Linked DNA regions of Mus musculus: region 1 is linked to region 2. A link is a contact called in public ChIA-PET data. All regions are on one chromosome and are shown on one strand. Each heading gives the region's core, a stretch centred on a gene start, on an enhancer-like site or on the middle of the called end of the contact. The rest is flanking DNA. Distances are from core to core; before and after follow the strand shown. Region 1 overlaps Lclat1 (lysocardiolipin acyltransferase 1). Region 2 holds the start of Lclat1 (lysocardiolipin acyltransferase 1).

Evidence for each region. ChIA-PET counts read pairs in DNA pulled down with a chosen protein or histone mark.
Region 1: an RNA polymerase II ChIA-PET map of memory CD8 T cells shows a contact between it and region 2, with 899 read pairs. The contact joins the enhancer-like site here to the promoter of Lclat1 in region 2. A contact is called at or near these places in 1 of 39 promoter capture datasets (liver), 2 of 15 datasets of contacts at CTCF or cohesin (CD8 T cells and the NIH/3T3 cell line), 21 of 484 Hi-C or Micro-C datasets (the C10 cell line, CD4 T cells, CD8 T cells and 9 more), 13 of 115 datasets of contacts at active chromatin or transcription factors (CD8 T cells, the HPC-7 cell line, the SCID.adh cell line and 8 more) and 3 of 9 other capture datasets (adipose tissue, liver and pancreatic islet).

Annotation. Positions count from the first base shown.
Region 1 is chr17:73,160,700-73,165,377 of GRCm38.p6, forward strand. Lclat1 (lysocardiolipin acyltransferase 1) reads left to right here. Exons shown (of 6, transcript NM_001177967.1): 2 at 1,124-1,292. The coding sequence starts at 1,128. Among named protein-coding and RNA genes, the nearest start is that of Lclat1, 55 kb to the left of the region's middle. Within about 2 kb of position 3,187, at least 52 of the 459 cell types and tissues checked have an H3K27ac peak or open chromatin away from gene starts, as enhancers often do. A contact at or near this core is called in CD8 T cells, the SCID.adh cell line, Th1 cells and 7 more, where this site is marked.
Region 2 is chr17:73,106,516-73,111,702 of GRCm38.p6, forward strand. Lclat1 (lysocardiolipin acyltransferase 1) reads left to right here and starts at 1,470. Exons shown (of 6, transcript NM_001177967.1): 1 at 1,470-1,641.

The DNA of each region.
Region 1 (4,678 bases), core at 1,937-4,436, 56 kb after region 2:
GATAACAATGTAAAGAGTAGCTCTGCCAGGGAGATCGGGAACAAGCGCCTGAGTTGGCTGATGGCTGGCTGGAAGAAAACACAGGAACAATAGACAGTTTTCAGGTAGAGTAGAAACGAAGCGCTGTGTGTGTGGTGGTGGTGTGCATGTATAAGAAGCAGCTCTGAATTACTAAATTTAAGCCTATGCGCCTTTTCTTTCTGTTAAGAAGCTTTGAGTTGAGGATTGGGAAGAAGCTGCTGATAGCATTGTTAATGGCGAGCAGCTCAGAAGGGGCAGAGAGTGTGTGGGAGCGCCTGGCTCTCCTGCTTGCCTGTCCAGTGCAAGCTGGGGCCTGGTCACTGCTTCAGTTGGTCTTCATTCCTTCATTCCCTCTGCCCTCTCCTTATTCCTGCCTTTTCTACTTTGTAGGATGTTGTATCTATACCATCAGATACTGGTAGAAAATTTAAAAACATACCTGGTGCCAAGTTAAACTTCAGTTTAGCTGATAGAATCAGATATTGGAGTTTTCATTTTCAGCTGTGTTTCCAAGCATTTGCTTTAAAATATCCATGCTGGATTTTGGCTTCAGCACCCCATAGGTAATACTTTGGTAGCTGTTTGGACAAAGCCAGTGAAGGGGCATCTGACTTACCTAGCTAGCTTGTAAAGAGCCAGTCTAAGGCTAGGTGTCCAGAAATGGGATGCTAGGATCTGTTGCAAAAATGAACACTTCCAGATCCTGTTCTTTGAATTTTACTGGATTCTGTGAAACTGCTGTTGCTTTTGTCTGTATGTGTGCTCGCCCATACGAAGTGGTCCTGCAAACCCTCACTGTTATTTCTGCTTTTAGGTGGGAAACAATGCCTAGGAAAGAAAAACAGAAAGACCCTTCAGTGCTGACTACTTATTCCAGACAGCAGAGTTTCCTGCAGAATAGACATTTATGTATTTTTTTTTGTTGAGAGTATCAATTTCCAGTATGCTGGCAACTTGTTAGACTTAGAGCCAGGGAATCTGTGGCCCTCATCAGCACTCAGTAACTTTGTCTTTAAAGATTATTGTATACATAACTGTGATGAAATTCCAGAGCAAATGTATAGTAATAAAATACACTCTTTGTTTTTGTTTTATTTTCCAGAATCATGGTGTCATGGAAGGGGATTTACTTTATACTCTTCCTGTTTGCTGGAAGCTTTTTTGGAAGTATTTTTATGCTCGGCCCCATTTTACCTTTGATGTTTATAAACCTGTCGTGGTATCGCTGGATTAGCAGCCGTCTTGTGGCTACATGGCTCACACTTCCTGTGGTAAGTTGTGCACCAGAGAGGGGTCCGCCTGCTTGTGCTGGGGTGGCCTGTCTCTTGAACTCAGTTAGCATCGGAGGTCTAGTTCTCAGGAGAAACACAATATTCTGTGTTCTATAGTAAGCATTCCAGATGTAAAAAAGGAGAGAAATAGAAAACAGAAATACAAATATTCATGTCCTTAAAGCAAACCCTCATAGGGATCCTCACAGAAAATACGAACTTCTTTCTATGTTCTTCATGCATTTTCTTTTATATTTCATATAATGAAAGGTATATTTTTTATATCTAAAAATATATAAATGTTAAAGATTGAAGAGTTTTTACATTATTTAAATTTATTCTGCATATCCATTTTGTGTTTTATAAAGCAGTGATGCCTATTAAGATTCTATTGGGTCAGGGAAAGAATATCAACAGATTGTATGAAAAAAAATTAAGTAAAAATGTAACCCACCCCACAAAGCTTCTAACAGTGAACAGCTTCCTAACTTCTCAGAGGCGGGTTTGATTCAGTTCTTTCCAGTAATTACAGAGATTAGGAACTTACAAAAGACATGTGACTTCTCTGTGCAGATGAAGCGAACAGATTGGGTAAGATCAGAGTGCACTCAGTGTTCCGTAGTCATGGGGCAGGCGGCACTCTACAAGGTCATCATGGTGCTCTGAGAGCATCCCTCATCTTGAGCTGATGGCTGTTGGTTTCTAGTCCCAGCTCCTGCCTCCTCTGGTACTGGGAAGAGGCCGCTGCCAATCAGTGAGCAGTGCGTGCTTGTCTTTCCCTTGGGGATTGTTCCAGTCCTTTCTCCTTAGCAACAGTGAATTCTTCTTTCTGCTTAGGCTACTGGGCTTGTCAGACTGTTTTGGTAGGGAGGCCAGGTGTTTAGCGTCTGAAAAAGAAAACAGGAATGGAAACAGTCTTCCCTGATTGGTAAGGCCCCTTTCCATCCTGTTTCATCGCCATTCATCACTGAGGCAGCAGGCAGCGCGCCTGCCGTCAGGGTGAACGTGTCTTGTGGCTGCCGTGGGCCCTTCAGATTCAGGTTGACTCAGTTCCTGAAGTGGTGCTTGGGTAGGTTTACATGAACAGAAACAGCTGTGTGTGTGGTGGTGGTGGCTCACACCTGTAATCTCAGCACTTGAAGGGCAGGCGAATCTCTGAGTCTGCCGCTAACCTGGTCTACAGAGTGAGTTCCAGGACATGGGGTGGGCATGGGAGGGTTTCCTGACCATTGACTTTTAAATCATTTATAGTGTATTTTTCTTGTTGAAAAATGAATCCTGTAGTGAGGGCTCTTAAACTCGCAACCATCACTTCTAAAAGTTAGCCTTCCCCTCTTGCCGTTACTTGTGCTTTCAGTTTTCTATACAGATGTGTCTGCTTTATAAATGCAGTACTGCATGCAGCCTGGTCCTCCCAGCTTTCTCAGCACCTTCTCTCCCTCCTCCTCCTCCTCCTTCTCTTCTTTCTCTTTTATGGACACTTGCAGTTAAAGCGTTCTGTTCTTATTCTGTAATGAAATACACTTGACAAAAGGTTCTGACCTCTTCAACATCCTGGATCTCCATAGACACTTAGGCTTGCAGGTGTCTGCCCTGCCACACCTTGCCTGGCCTCAGCTGCTCTCTGAAGTAGATTCTAGGGCCTCTTCATTCTTGCATCTGTCGTGCCAGCAAAGCCAGTCCTACGTGGACAATGCTGTCACATTCTTCTACCAGCTTGAGATGTGACTAGGTCCCCTTTGGAGCACTGCTATCAGCTTCCACGTGCTTATACTGGAGAACACTTACCCAGACAGCTGCTTTCAAGGCAAGGGGAGCACTCTCAGCTACATTTCCTGATCAGGCTCTCTTTTCAAGTAAAATTTCCTTCTCACAAGTTGGAGCCCTTAATGGGTAAAGTCTTTCTCTTTGGGCTCATTTCCTGTTGTCACAGAGCACAGCCAGGTGTTTCTGTGGCTGTAAGGTTTAACTTTTGAGCTCTTTCCTCCTCAATAGACTGCATTTTCTTTTAAGTCTTACCCCCACTCCCAGGGTTTGTTTCTGTTGCTCTGGCTATCCTGGATCTAGCTCTATCTGGATCTATCCTGACTTTTTCTTCTTCTCTTTTTAACTGTAAACCTGGGTAAATCTAGTAAAAAGTAGCCATGCCACAGAATAAAATGCTCTCTTGTCTGAGAATTTCCTCTGCCAAACAGAAGTGATTAGCTTTAAATTCACTTCACCGGTGTTTTCAAGACACAGGCAGATTCTTTGATGTAATTACGAACAGGACAGATGAGAGTTCCATCTTGTGGGGGTGACAGTCCATTACCTAAAACATCCTCTTCAGCTGTGAGCTTGTCTTAGGGTTTTACTGCTGTGAACAGACAGCATGACCAAGACAAGTTTTATAAAAAAACAACATTTAATATGGGCTGGCTTACAGGTTCAGAGGTTCATTCCATCATCAAGGTGGGAGCATGGCAGCATCCAAGCAGGCATGGCATAGGCAGAGCTGAGAGTTCTACATCTTCATCCAAAGGCTGCTAGTGGAAGACTGAGGATCTTATGCCCACACCCACAGTGACACACCCACTCCAACCAGGTCACACCCATTCCAACAAGGCCACACCTCCAAATGATGCCACTCCCTGGTCCAAGAATATACAAACCATCACAGAGCTTATTCACCCTGTCTTTTCTGCTTTTCATTTGAATGAAAAACTTTCTTTTTTCTTTCTGTTAAATGAGGTAGAAGTTGACTGTTACTCTGTTTTATCAGAAAACCAGAGATCCACTTACCTATGCCTCTCAAGCCCTGGGGTTAAAAGCATGTGTCACCATGATCAGCCCATAAAGCTTTTAATTTTAAACAAACCAGCAGAAACATTGAGAAGTGCTTTAATGAATAATCTGTGTGTATTTCTGTGGTGGTAGGCTCGTGCATAGAAGAACATGCCCTGTATTTCCTCTATTGCTGTTCACTTATGCCTTGAGTTAGTGTTTCCCACACCAGAAGCCAGCGAGCCTCCCTCAGCAGCCCTCCTGTCTCCATGCACACTGGAGGAACTGCAGCTGTGAAGCAGGTCCAGCAACAGCACTGGCCAGCCCTGGTTAGGGAGCTCTACCTAGCCGCCCAACGCAAGAAACCAAGACTACAGCACATCCTTATGCCCAACTTCAGTTTAAATTCCAAACCATTTACATGTAAGTCCTAGTTTATTTTATAACTAGTGGAGAAAGGCTTGATCAAAGGGGATTAAAAAAAATCCAACCCCTCAAACACTATGAAACAATTCAACATTGACAGTGAATGAGCTATGAGCATGTGTGGTAGAATGAAACACAAACATGACATTGAAAGAGGAGCAGAAACAGGTCATAGATTTGAATATCCACAAGTAAGG
Region 2 (5,187 bases), core at 220-2,719:
CCCCATGTTAAGTTCAAAACAATGACAAGCCTTAAAATTCCTAAGATTTTCCCAGAACTCTTGAGTTTAGAGACAAAAGTGAGGTCCGTTCAACCTCTGAGGGATAACTGCATTTTTGTGCTGCTTTTTTTCCTTCGTTGTATTTTCTGTTTTCTAATACAATTGTGGCACATCTCAAACACTTAAGTATTGAATAAAGGTAAAGGAGAGGTAACGCTGGCTCTGAGCGCGAAGGCACCTTGCATTTGTTTTTTAAAATTTAGAGTCTTGCAGAGGCAGTCTCCTGGCTCTGTTATGGGGACTGCTGGGACTACAGGCATGTACTACCACACAAGGCTACCCTGAACTTAAAAATTCATTTCTCTCTGTTTCATGTTAAATAAACAGATTAAATGAATAAACATAAATGAAAAGCTGTTGAAAGGCTCTGTCGGCTATGTGTGGACATTTCATATTTTTAAAGATGTCTATTATCTGTTAAAAGTCAGCAAGAAGGTATTGTGCAGGGGAAACGCAAAGAGGTTAAATTAACCAGTCTCTAGCATCCAGGTGCTTAGTCTGGTAGGTTTGGAGCCAGATCCAACACTGTAGAAAGGCACAAAGACCTTTCCAAAAGAGTGTCCTACAAAACCAAACCAAACCAAACCAAACTTAAAAAAAAAAAAAAAAACCCAAAAAACCAACAAACAGAAAAAAAAAAAAAAACCAAAAAAACCAACAAACAGAAAAAAAAAAAAAACCCAAAAAACCAAACAACAACAACAACAACGACAAAAACCCGACAGCAACATAAAAACTGATTGGGCCATCCAGAAGAGGAAACGTTGAGACTTGAGCAAACACTGCGAATTAGCAACAGTTGCGCACCACAGAACCTGGAGTTGCTTTTTGACTTGGGGCAAGAAAATAACGCTTGTCATTTAGTGTCTCTGCGTTTTCCATCCTGCAACTTTAGGGGTTGAATGAAGGTGCGTTTAGTTTTACACCATCAGGAACCTGGCTCTAGAACTGACTGCGTGATCATTTGCTCTTTACATGAGGCAAGAAAGTAAGAGTTGTAAATGATTGCCTCCGATTTATTTTCCATGAGGTAACCTCAGGCGTTGAAGGTGTCTTGAGTTTTGTGCCAGCAGAAACTCAGGCTCTAGAATTGGCTGGATACTAAATTGCCCTTTGATTCCTGACGTAAACGTTAGGCTTGCAAATGAGTGCTCTAGCTTTGCCATCCCCCTACGCAACCACTAGATTCCCCGGAGACCACCGCTTGAGTTCTCATTTTTGGTTTCTTGCTCCTCTACCCCTACCAGCTTTGGCAGGCATCTGCGCCTGGCCACACTGATCTGGGGCGCGGTTCCTTTAAAGGAGCTTAGACGACGCCCGGGGTCTCTCCCCACTGCGGAGCAGGGGCGGAGCGCCCGGTTCAAGGGCTTCCCACGCAGCCGGAGACGCCTTGCGTCACTGCGCCAGGAGCCAATCAGGGTGGAGCCCGGAGGGACGCATTACTAAGGCGACGGGGCTCGACGCCTCCCCGCTTCGGGATGAATTAGCGGCGGGTTCTTCTCCCAGGTTGTGACCCCCGTGGAGTCGCTGTCTCGCCCCAGTGTCCCCGCGACGTCGCGCGTTTCCCCCGGTGTGTCCCAGGTGCGCGGCCCGCGGTGTCAGGTGTGGGCTTCGGCGCGGGAACATGGCGGCAGCCAAGGGATTTTTTTTTCCCGAGTGGGCGGATGGAGAGCTGCGGCTCGGCGGCTTTTCCCCGGAGCAGGCCTCCTCGGGTGGGCCCTGGGGGACGGACACTGGCGGGAATTGGGTGGAGGGCTTAGGGCGATCGGCTCTTGGGAGGGAGGCCGAAGCCTCCAGAGCTGATCAGGATGCGGGGGCGAGGAGCGTCGGGTGCCCCTTCTGTGCTCACCTTCCTGTCCACACCACACCTCGGTGAAACCCGGGAGCTGCCGGGTCCCCCTACACCGCCTACGGTGTGTCAGGGTCCAGATTCCAGGAGCACAAGGCTTTCCAGGGGTCGCCACGTGAACGGCCCACAAGAGAGTTTTTCAGGGTTCAAGCAGTTTGTTTCTTGCAGGTGACAGAGGTGTGCCCTAGGTCTAGGTGGCAGTGCCACAGAAAGAACGATAGGCCACATTGAAGGCTGACTTCGAGTCCAATTTTCCTTTTTATTGGCATTCGCTCTAGCTAAGGGCTGGCCTCTCATGGTCCTTGCCTCTGCCCTTGTATTGGTGCGATAACAGGCGTGCTTCACCACGCCCACCTGGCAGGTTTGGTCTCTCAGGTTGTATCTTTTTTGTTGTTCTTTTTTTGTTTGTTTTTGTTTTTGTTTTTTTTTTCGAGACAGTGTTTCTCTGTATAGTCCTGGCTGTCACTTTGTATCACTATGTAGACCAGGCTGGCCTCAAACTCAGAAATCTGCCTCTGCCTCCGAAATGCTGTGATTAAAGGCGTGCTCCACCACGCCCGGCTTCTCAAGTTGTATCTTAACATCTAAGATTATGTTTGACCAGAAGCAATAAAGACAAGGCATAAGGTGTTTCTTTGTGGTTGTGGAGCTGTTTTGTTTCCTGGTTCTTGCCTGAAGGCTTAGTCGCCTCTGATTGGATGTAGACAGAGCTGAGTTTTACATTCAGTTAAGTCCAAGGAAAGTATTGAAAAAGAAATTGGTGAAGGCCTTACCAAGATAAAATGCTTCCCATTCATACCCATCACGTGTTTCGGGAAAGAAACCCCCTGTCACAAAAAGTTTAAAGAGTTGGATGGGCTACTTTTTAAAATACTATTTTGATGAAAGACTTTGCAAAATTCATGTATTAAAAAATTTGTATTTGTGTATGCGAGGCTGCATGAGTTTATATTCACCACACAGTGTGGTGACACTGGAGCTGGAGTTTCAGATGGTTTTTGAGTCACCTAATGTGGGTGTGGGGAACCCAACCCTGCTCCCTTAAAAGAGGAGTAAGTGCTTTAAACCATTGAGCTATCACGCCAGGCCTTAGACTTAGGTGTTTTTGATTTAGTAAAGGAATTGAAAAGACACAGAGCACTTAGCTTCAGTCCTAATAGCTTCTGTCTCAGGGGTGCCCCGAGTATCTTGCACTGTGGTTTCCACGTGGCTTTAATTTGAGCAAATGTTCCCACCAGGTCTAAAGAGGTTGGCTCCTGCATACGTTAGGAGGGACTCTTTCAAACTGAATCTGGGGAGATAGAGTCAGTTTGGCCTAGGATTGAGGTTATATGTAGTGGTAACTAGGTGGCTGCTGCTTCTGCTTCTTCTTCTTTCTTTCTTTCTTTTTTATTATTATGTATTTTCCTCAATTACATTTCCAATGCTATCCCAAAAGTCCCCCCTACTCCCCCCCCACTTCCCTACCCACCCATTCCCATTTTTTTGGCCTTGGTGTTCCCCTGTACTGGGGTATATAAAGTTTGTGTGTCCAATGGGCCTCTCTTTCCAGTGATGGCCGACTAGGCCATCTTTTGATACATATGCAGCTAGAGTCAAGAGTTCCGGGGTACTGGTTAGTTCATAATGTTGTTCCACCTATAGGGTTGCAGATCCCTTTAGCTCCTTGGGCACTTTCTCTAGCTCCTCCATTGGGAGCCCTGTGATCCATCCAATAGCTGACTGTGAGCATCCACTTCTGTGTTTGCTAGGCCCCGGCATAGTCTCACAAGAGACAGCTCTATCTGGGTCCTTTCAGCAAAATCTTGCTAGTGTATGCAATGGTGTCAGCGTTTGGAAGCTGATTATGGGGTGGATCCCTGGGCTGCTTCTTCTTATTCTTGTTTTTGTTTTTCCGAGACAGGGTTTCTCTGTACAGCTCTGGCTGTCCTGGAACTCACTCTGAAGACCAGGCTGGTCTGAACTCAGAAATTCGCCTGCCTCTGCCTCCCAAGTGCTAGGATTAAAGGCATGCGCCACCACACCCAGCTAGGTTGCTTCTTAAAATGTGGTAATTATGTAACTTCTGTGAGGTGCTTTGTCTCTGAATAGAGATGACATTCATTGAGGTTTCTAAGGGAGGGGTGTTCATATAAAAGACTTAAAAACAGTATGGTAAGAATTGACGTTTATTAGTTTATTCTGCTGTGCTTGTGGCATGTCAAGGGCCTTATAAGTAAGTGTCAACTTAGTCACCCAACATCCGTGTAAAGTGTGTACTTTAACAGATGAGGAAACTGGAGCTCGTTGACATTTAAGTCATTTGTCCTAAACCATACAGCTGGCATTGTGAGTCCAGCCTATGGCTCTCTTTCTTTCTTGTACTGGGATTGAATTCAGGGGCTTGCACATCTAAACAAGTATTCTATCACTGAACTATACCCAGCCCCCTTTTTTTATTTTTTAGAGACAGGCAGGGTGTGATAGCTATTCAACTTGACTCTATCTGAAATGAACTACAGTCCAGAAATGGAGGGCGCACCTGTGATCCAGATCTTCCAGCCAGGCTGGAAGACACAGGCTTTTTGGTTGTTGTTGCTGTTCCAAATCATGAGGCATAGTGGCTCTGAAAAGCTTTGGTCCAGGCAAGGCGGTACACACCTTTAATCCCAAGAGACAGAGGCAAGCAGATCTTTGTGTTCAAGGCTAGCCTGGGACAGAGCAAGTTACCAGAAAAGCTTAGGTCCAGGCATGGAGGTACACACCTTTAATCTGGGCCATACCTTCTGCTGGAGGCCTATATAAGGACAATGGAAACAGGAAGAGTTCATTCTTCTTTGCCTGCTTGTACTTACTGCCAGCACATCTGCTGGTACCTACTCCTTTAGGATTCCAGCTGAAACACCTAGACTCGTGGGGCTGAGCAACTTGTAGATTCGTGGACTTCCCATTCACAGCTGGCCATTGTTGGGTTAGTTGGACTGCCGAGTAAGTCATTTCAATGTACCTCCATAAGTTCTGTGATGTAGAGAAAAAGGGTTAGTCTCGAACTCATTCTTTAGCTCAGGAAGGTCTAGGACTTGTGTGTTCTTTTTGTCTCAGCCCTATAAATAGTTGAGTTTACAGTTCTGCACCACGAAGCCTGGCTCCTGTGTTCTTCCATACCTTCACTATATGTGTACAGGTATATCATGTGCTAAGGGGAACGTGTGAGCTGAGTTTTTAAGGCTTTTCGGTTGTATAAACAACCAGCTCATTCTTCAGCACCCTTCGATATCTGTGGTATTGGCTGCAGTTGC